2 separate regions of the Mus musculus genome follow, and region 2 is linked to region 1. The links are chromatin contacts, called in public HiChIP or PLAC-seq maps. All regions are on one chromosome and are shown on one strand. The core of a region is the stretch at or near the end of the contact, and the rest is flanking DNA. Distances in the headings are between cores, read along the strand shown.

The links. HiChIP or PLAC-seq counts read pairs in DNA pulled down with a chosen protein or histone mark.
Region 2: a contact with region 1 is called in an H3K27ac HiChIP or PLAC-seq map of the NIH/3T3 cell line, with 6 times the contacts expected there. The contact joins two enhancer-like sites. A contact is called at or near these places in 1 of 15 datasets of contacts at CTCF or cohesin (the NIH/3T3 cell line) and 2 of 115 datasets of contacts at active chromatin or transcription factors (the NIH/3T3 cell line and fibro-adipogenic progenitors).

What each region holds. Positions count from the first base shown.
Region 1 is chr12:9,111,255-9,115,868 of GRCm38.p6, forward strand. No RefSeq gene overlaps it. Among named protein-coding and RNA genes, the nearest start is that of Ttc32, 84 kb to the left of the region's middle. Within about 2 kb of position 2,542, at least 77 of the 459 cell types and tissues checked have an H3K27ac peak or open chromatin away from gene starts, as enhancers often do. A contact at or near this core is called in the NIH/3T3 cell line, where this site is marked.
Region 2 is chr12:10,326,518-10,331,309 of GRCm38.p6, forward strand. No RefSeq gene overlaps it. Among named protein-coding and RNA genes, the nearest start is that of Nt5c1b, 41 kb to the right of the region's middle. Within about 2 kb of position 3,059, at least 32 of the 459 cell types and tissues checked have an H3K27ac peak or open chromatin away from gene starts, as enhancers often do. A contact at or near this core is called in the NIH/3T3 cell line, where this site is marked.

The DNA of each region.
Region 1 (4,614 bases), core at 1,292-3,791:
TGCCTCTATACCTCCACATGTGTGGTACCCAGTGTCTGAGATGCTCTCATCTGTCCTGTTCATGAACTGAGATCCTTCCTTCCTTACAGTGTCACTGTGGATGCTTAGTCCTCCAGGAAGTATTCTTGGGAGTTCCAGAAAATTCTATAGTCACCCCCATGTTTTTGTAGCTCTTGCTTCACTGCTGTTTGCTTTCTGAGTTCTCTTTGAGTGTGTGTGTGTGGGGTGGGCCTTGGCCATATTCCTCAATCCCATCAAGGATAAGTTTGTATAAACTAAAAGCAAATAAGTTCTGTTGCTGACAGAGAAGAGAATGACTTTCAGTGAAAAGTTTTCATGTAAGCCCAATACGTGCTCTCTGCAATACATTGCTTTGGGTCATGAGTTGACCTGGAGAGGCTACTGAATGCTCATGTGTGCACCTATGGGCTCTGGGAATGCCTTTCTCATTAGTGTTTCTAATCTGCTGCCAGGGAATTGAAGGCTAGAAGGAGCATGGGTACTTCTAAGTTATATGTAACTGTTTTTATTTAGTCTTTAAAATCTTCCTCTCCCGCTGTGTACATGTATATGTATGTATGTATGTATGTATGTATGTATGTATGTTTGCTACATGGAGATGTGGGTGTATGTGTGGGTGGGGTCACATACACACCTGTAAAAGCATATGGAGGTCAGGGATAATCTTGTGTGTTGTTCATCAAGGGCTCTCACCTATCCAGTTGACAGGAGTTGTAAACTTTTTAAAAAGAGAAAACCTTTCACTAGGACCTGGGCTTGCTGATTACTTTGTGCCGACTGACCAGTGACACACCCTTGTAGACATTCTCAGCACTGGAGATGACAAGCGGGCATCACCATGTTTGACTTTTGTGTAGGTGCTGGGAACCAAACTCATGCTTATGTGGAGAGCACTGAATCGAATGAACCATCTCCCCACCCAGTATCTACTAATCTGAATAAATAGTGCACTAAGTGAGGGATTTAAAAAGGCTTTGGTGATAAAAGGCAAGGACATGTCCTAGACGAAGCCTTCACTTACCATACTTCTCTATACCCAATACACATTGTCTTATTTAACCCTAAAGGAATTTAGGGAATTTGCAAGATACAGTGGCAACAATCCAAGAGAATATAACAAAGAGAGTCTTCTTCAAGCCCAAGAAGGTCCAGAGCTGTGAATAAAAGCAGCACCATGAGCCACAGTGAGTCAGGGACGGATGCTGAGCAATAGCTGCAGCTGTGTCTGTCCTGTGTCTGTGATGCTTGGGAGACTCTGCCTGGGGAGAGCAGGGTCTATTGGTAAAGCTCCCAGCTAGCAGCTACATCCTGTTTATATGTCTAGTCCTAGTACCTTCTATTGGCCAAAACAAGGCAAAGGACAATTGGACCTATTTGTACAGCCCCAGGTCAGCCTACAGGCATAGCGCACGAATGGAGCCATCACAGTATACAACAATATGAGCCCTCTGCATCTGGTCTGCCTCAGGATGACTCCCTTGCAGGTCACCATTAGCATGTAGGCAGATGAACAGACTCAAACCTGAGAGCCACCAATTGTGTCAAGCAGGGGCCTTTGAGAGCTGGTTTGCTCTGTTCCCAGATGAGTTTCCCTAGAGGATCTAGAATTGGAGTCTTGCACAGACTGCTAGAGGCTGGTTATTTCTAGGATGCCATGTCAGACCTGGTCAGATAGGCAAAGTCTGCGGAAACTTCTCTTCATGGCTTACCTTCCCTCGGAGATCCAGCCAGGGGCTTTATCCTTGGGCCTGGAAAGTGGAAGGTAAGGTAGAAGTGGAGGCTTGCTCAGAGACATGGAGACTAGGGAACGCTGAGCAGCCAAATGCTGGCATAATCAGGAACCCACTGTAGTATGTGAGTTGTGGGAAGGCAGACAGCTCTCAGTTTGCTGCTACTGGGACTGAAAGTACCGCAGCTGGGTGACTTAGTCACTGTATAGATGCTTTGATGCTAGATGAAGCTGAGCTTGGATCTCAGCTCCCAAATTGAACTGTAGGCAAGTTGCTTAACCTCTTGGACCCCCAGTTTCTATAGTGCTAAATTCGGAAATAATTCTGATACAAGGAGATAGTGTAAGAATTAGAGAAACCCATGTGGATTATTTACCTCTGCCTGCCAATTGGATCTATATTAATTATGAAATAATCATTTGAGCAGATCTGGTCGCTCAACCTGTGCTCACTTTGTTCCGTGTTTTCTAAAACAACTTTGCCTTTAGTGCTTTCCCAGTGGGTACCCTGAGAAGAGACCAAGGCTGCATATGAGTTAAAGCTGGGCTCAGGCCCCCAAATAGCTTGTTTTTAACTTTCCCACATGGCACACTTCTTAGAAAAAAGTTGTGGAACATTTGATGATCAGTTTACAACCCCAAGAACAAGAAAAAGCTCTTCTGTCAGCTAAAAAAAAAAAAAAAAAAAAATAGATGGATGTTGTTTCTGGGAGGAGGGATGTTGTATAGTGGTCCAGGAGGAGATGGTGAGTCAGAAGTGCTGAGACCTGGGCCAGGCTGTCCCCTCAGCCCACCTCCTGTGAGTCAGCACTGACCACGAGGCCTGGTGGGCAGCAGGCCCAGCAAGCTGCCGAGCCACATGGCACGTTGCTCAGCGGACGGCAGCTGTGCTCTTCTGTCACCCTGTCTTGGGACATGAGAGAGTGTGTTGTAAAGCCACAATTGTCAGGGTTGATATGGCCCCTTCTGTCCATTTTCTAGACCAAATCTTCTGCGTCACTGTCTAATTCTAACCATGCCCCACAGTCACCACAATAAAGGGAACCCCTTTATTTTATAATCTTTGTGGGACATGTTAGGGGTGGTATTTGGTCTGGCAGAGCTGGGGGGTGAAGTAAATGTTCTCTTTTAAGGACTTTGCATGGGTCTGGACCTGAAAGGCAGCCTTTCCTTTTAGTTACCCAGAGTAATGAATCTAGAGTGCAGAGAATCAGGATTCACAAAACAGTATGCCTAAGAGACAAGAGGAAGCAAGCCCTGTGATTGCTCAATATCTGGGCAGTCTTGATGAAAGGATGTCTTTCCCAAAATACACTGCAAGGACATAGGGCAGGGAGACCAGCCAGACTCCATCTCTTCATGGCCATGTGTCTTAGATATTGAGACAGACCTTTTTGATCCAGCAAAATAAGGAAGGCAGTCACCTCGTAGGGTTGTAGGTGGTGCTAAACTGAGTAAGAGAGATTATGTGAAAGCACATTGTGATACCAGGCAAAAAATAATAAATGCAGGATATCACATAGTTAGATAGGAGAGTGAGCCATTTACCTGAGGTCACATGCTGTTACTGCCAGAGTCAGGAGCCAAGTGCGAGACTCTCTTTCCATTGTTCCCTGTTGTCTTAGTCATTTGTGAGAGAATTATTTGCCAAAAGCACTTTAATTAGCAAGCACTTTACTCAGGTTGCATGCCTATGTTTTATTTTTGTCTATGTGTGTGCATGCATGTGTTTAGGTGCATACATATACTATGTATGTATTTAATGTATGTATGTATGTATGTATGTATGTATGTATGTACTTATGTATGGAAGCCAGAGGTCAATCGCAAGATGTTTTCCTCTGAAACTGTACCCCTTTTCCTGAGACAGGAGATGTCCCCAGGATCAGGAATTCAATGATTAGCTAGCTTGGCTGGCCAGGAAACCCCAGAGAAGGGATTACAAATGTGCACCATCACACCTGGATTTCTATGTAAGTGATGAGGTTCAAACTCAGGACCCCAAGCTGTGTGTCAGGTCCTTTACCTGTCTTGGGGCAAGGGCACTGTGGCTGTTGGAGAAGCAGGGTCCAGTAGACCTCTGCAGATGGGACATGCTGTGGCCCTGACTGCCACATAGTAAGTTTAGAGACTATCCTATAAAACTCTCAGCTTGGGGTGGTAGCCCTCTGGCCAGGCTGGAACATTTACTTAGCATCAAATGGAAGCATGAGTAGGCTTCTAAGGGCTGCTGGGTACTTACTTCCCCAGAATATGTGTGTCTAAATGTGCAGGGGATTTCCAGAGGACACTCTGCTTGAGGTCCCTGTTATCTCCAGAGCTGAGCAAGGACATTTGTGTTGACGAACAAGTATCTCAAGCAAGAGACTTGAGAAAGGGATACAGTAGGAAAAGCGGAGAGCCTCCCAGCCTTCTCTAGATCTGAATAAGCTAGGATACCTCCTTCCCATCAGAGGGATGTGTGCCACGGCTCTATTGATCGCTGTACCTATAGGTATAGACTTTTAGTAGCCCTACATCTTGTCTTGCCTTTCTAAGAGCTCCTCAGATGGACCAGGGTAGCTCCCTGTATTATGCTTTTCTCTACCTTAGGGCTACAGGGGTTTCCCCTGGCATGTCTGCTGCCCTCCTTTCTCATGACTTATCTCCCATGATTTCCAATGCACACTGCTCCAATACAGCACCACTGGCTCACCTGTGATTCTTTCCATTACAGCTTTCTGTGTGATGTTGGTTTTTATTGAAGTGTAGGAATGGTCTTTGTCTTGTTGGTTGGGGATGCTCATGAGTCAGGAAAGTAGTTCAGTCAATGGCTTCCTGCCTGCTTATAAATGGTATCTGGTATGGAATTGAGCTCCTGTAAA
Region 2 (4,792 bases), core at 1,809-4,308, 1.2 Mb after region 1:
TAAAAAGAATGAATTTATGAAATTCCTAGGCAAATGGATAGACCTGGAGGGCATCATCCGGAGTGAGGTAACTCAATCACAAAAGAACTCAAATTACATTTATTCACTGATAAGTGGATATTAGACCAGAAACTTAGAATATGCAAGATATAAGATACAATTTGCAAAACACATGAAACTCAAGAAGAATGAAGACCAAAATGTGGACACTTTGCCCTTTCTTAGAATTGAGAACAAAACACCCAAGGAACGAGTTACAGAGACAAAGTTTGGAGCTGAGACTAAAGGATGGACCATCTAGAGACTGCAATATCCAGAGATCCATCCCATAATCAGCCTCCAAACGCTGACACCATTGCATACACTAGCAAGATTTTGCTGAAAGGGCCCAGATATAGCTGTCTCTTGTGAGATTATGCCGGGGCCTAGCAAATACAAAAGTGAATGCTCACAGTCAGCTATTGGATGGATCACAGGGCCCCCAATGGAGGAGCTAGAGAAAGTACCCAAGGAGCTAAAGGGATCTGCAACCCTATAGGTGGAACAACAATATGAACTAACCAGTACCCTGGAGCTCTTGACTCTAGTTGCATATGTATCAAAAGATGGCCTAGTCTGCCATCAGTGGAAAGAGAGGCTCATGGGTCATGCAAACTTTATATGCCTCAGTATAGAGGAACACCAGGGCCAAGAAGTGGGAGTGGATGGGTAGGGGAGTGGGTGGGGGAGGGTATGGGGGACTTTTGGGATAGCACTGGAAATGTACATGAAGAAAATACCTAATTAAAACAAACAAATAAACAAACCAATGTCCTCAATGCCTAACATGGTTTGTGACTCAAGGGGAACACCCCATAAACAGTACCTATATGAACGTTTTCATTCCCCCACTTCACAGAAGATCACTAAACCATGCCAAATCTTGTAGAAGATTGAAATAAGGTCAACTAAAGAATGAGGTTCAACAGGCAGGCTCAGAGCCTGGCTGAGGTCTCCTTCCCAGATTTCAGCTTGCAGGGAGAACGTGCTAGCTCATCTCCCTAACACCAAGCACCTTGTAGAAAACAACACAGATACAACTACAACTACTTTCTAATTTAAAAATACCCAGATCTAATGCAGATCCCTCTACTAATGTCAAATGACTTGCCTTCAGGCTACAAACATGACAGGCATCTACTTCTTGTTTTGACAGATGAAGTAACAGATCCGCGTTGTTCTGAAAGCACGCCACGCCTTTCCCCGAGAAGCAGGAGGCACTGCAAACACCGAGATGACAGTGACGGATTTAAGGTTTCATATAATTTTCTTTTTTTTTTCTTTTTTTGAAAACTACTATGGAGTTTGCGGGAAGCATGATTAATAGCATAAAAATTGCTTCTATCTTTGGCTAACAAGCATCCGGTAATGAATCAAGTCATCAGGATTGCAGATAACGTGTACTCTCTGCATGCTCAAATTTCTGAAAGATGACATGATTGTGAGTGGAAACATTCCAAATTCTGAAATATTTATTCAGCAGTAAAAACAGTTAAGATGAAACAAGGCAAGGAGAGCTGCCCTTGTTCTGGAAAGAAATACGTACATGAGATGCGAGCACGGGAAGTGTGAGTCCTTCCTAAGGAGTCTGGGACATCTCTCAGGACAGACATGTGAATAGTGGCTTATTCTGAGCCTTTTTATATTTCTTTTATGTTTTAATTTTTTATTTATTTATTTATTTTTTATTTTTCAAGATAGGATTTTTCTGTGTAGCCCTGTAGACCAGGCTGGCCTTGAATTCAGAGATTCACCTACCTCACCTTCTGAGTGCCGGGATTAAAGGCATGTGCCACCACAGTGCAGCATCTTTCCCTATTTCTAAGTTGCAGCACTCAAAGGATAGTTTATATTAGCTTGGAATTCTAAGACTAAAGTTAAATTGAGGATTACAAAATATCAGCTCTGGACATTAGCTCATATTCTCTCTCTCTCTCTCTCTCTCTCTCTCTCTCTCTCTCTCTCTCTCTCTCTCTCTCTCAGTTTTCCTCAGTCTGTAGCCCTTTAAACTCTAAACAGTAGGATTATATGCTGTGCCTAATGACATTGGCTTGTAACAAATTGAAGACTGCCTGGGCTATAGGGTAAGAACAACAAAGCCTCACTAAAATCGTAAAAGGGATGAGTATATATTTTAGTGATACAGTCCTTGCCTAGAACACATAATAACCTGAGGTTGATCCTCAGTACTACTGAAAGAAACAAACTGTATTATTAAGACACAATGCAATACTTAAGAGACTGAAATGTTACAGAAGAAATACATAGTCAAATTGAGGCCAATTTGTACACATCCATTATTATGTTTGACCAATTGATTTTTACAGTGTCTAATCAACTTAGACTCAGGGAACAGAGTCCAAGATTCCAGATTGAATTAATTTACAAGATTTGCCTTAAGCCTACTTCCTCTTAAGACTGTCCTCCCTTCCTTCTAGATTCTAGTATCACTGGGTTCATGAACTCAAATGATCATTTATGATAATATATCATACTTTTCAACCAACAATGTTAATGTAAATAAGCAAAAGCAAATTATTTGCTAAAATATAACCAAAGGTTATTATTTTTATGATATCTAGCCTACAATATACTAGAATTCGTGGCATAAGATGTAGAATTCATGAGTTAAGAAACTTTTCACATTAAACAGGGTTACCTGCATTTTGAAGAAGAAAGGTAAAATAGAAAATAAAAAGAATTTATTTATTATTTCAGTATTTCCTGAAACAAAAATATTAATAGAGATGTACAATTATATTTCATTTTTCAAGTGAAAAAAAGTAGGAAAAATACTGTTAATCTAAATTGAATTTGGTAGTATACAAAACTACCTCATTCAGTACAGGGCTTTTTAAAACACACGAGTTGATACTCTTGCATATGTCTAACCTTAATAACATTAATGCCTTTAAAGTAGGAAAGCTGACAGGAAGAAACTTTCTAGCTCTGAGTCTACTCAGTTTAGGGTGACTCAGGATACTTGCTTAACCTCATCTTCTTCTCGGAAGCTCTCGTAGCCCATAGCCTAACCACACAATGTATTACTCATATCCATTCTCCTGAAAGCAACAGAAATAGAATTATCTTTCTAGTGAAAGTAACTACCTCTTCTTCCATCTTATTCAATTAAATCCAATGTCCTTACAGGCTGTGTCACTACTAAAGTATTTCTGGGTACTCCCTTCAAACTGTCAGTGGTGAGAGCAAGCTGCAAACAATGAGCATAGTATTTAACTCAGGCTGTCAACATTCCCTGAAACTTAGTGACTTCCAATAGTAATAATTTCCAATTAGATTGGCATGAACTCCACCAGTATGGTAGTTAGGGAAATGACCAAAGTTACTCACAGTGACTTCATGAAACTTTGACCCTATGAGTTATAATATCTCAGTAATTATAACTACTAAAAAGCTATAAATATCATTCTCATTTTACAGGATTTAATGCTAACATTGGATTGCACCATGTGGTTTTACTGAGTTCCAAAATCTTGGTTGTATTTCTCTCTTTCTTCACTCCCAATAATACACAACACACAAGTAGTTACTTTGATGAAAACAGAAATAAGTTGCATAAGCAATGCCATATCGATAATATAACTTAAAATTCCCTTTCAACTCTCATCACTGAGATGGATCCATGGAATGGTAGACAGAATCCATGAAGCAGGAGCTCAATGGATTCTCTGTTGGAAATGACGTCATTCTGCCACGTATCTGTCACTAATTGTGAGACCCTCTGAACCCCCAAGCTCATCATGATAGCAGATTGCTCATGCATTTGCCACTTCTGGCTAGAATGCTTATCTGGGAAGTAAAATTACTTTGAGATCACAGACTTAGGAATAGAAGGATATCTGGAGGTTGACTGTTCTGTCAAAAATTCTTTATAGTAATTTGAGATCCTTTTATGCATATTTAAAGTATCCACTGAACAAGTCTCCTATAGTTTTATTGAAAAGAGAAGAAAGTGATATAAACCCATTTTTTTAAAATGAGTTACAATAAAGTTTTAAAGTAATCTGAATGTGGTAATAAGCTTAAACCTTGGAGACAGACAGACAGACAGACAGAGCTGGAAACTGTTCTTACATTGATACTTAACATTTATGGCACAGGTAGGCATTTACTCCAAATTAAATGAGGCTTGGTCTTTATAACACAGGCATACAATATCTACTTCATAGAATTGTAGTACTTATGAAATAAGAATATAATATCTGCTTTATAGCATTACTATGACAACTAAATGAAATAATCAATGTCCAGTTTACTCACAAAATGTACTGTTATTCTCCTGTGAACTAAGAAAGACACTATGAAACCATAGTCATTACTGAGTATGACTTCGAGGTCTTCAGACTCTCTTCCATATTTCCCTCAGTTGTTATAAGGAATTATAGCTCTCTAAAGACAAGTTAGTAGTACATTACTTGATTTTCAACTTTTAACCAGTTACTCTGAGGTCAATTTTAGCTGCAAAATCATTATCACCAAATATTCTGTCAATCTTCCATTCTTTCCCTTCTATCCTCAACATAAACCATGAATGAAAGCACCATCACATACAGATAGGAACCTATGCAACCTAATCAAAAACTATTTGGCAGGAACTGGAAATGTCAGGAAATCAGGAGGGAAGAAAGAAACATGAGGTAACAAAAATGTTTGGGCCTCAAATATGAATAAGATAGATGGCTCACACTAGGGTTCTGCCAAAAAATGGTAGCATAGAGTGATTTGTTTTGGA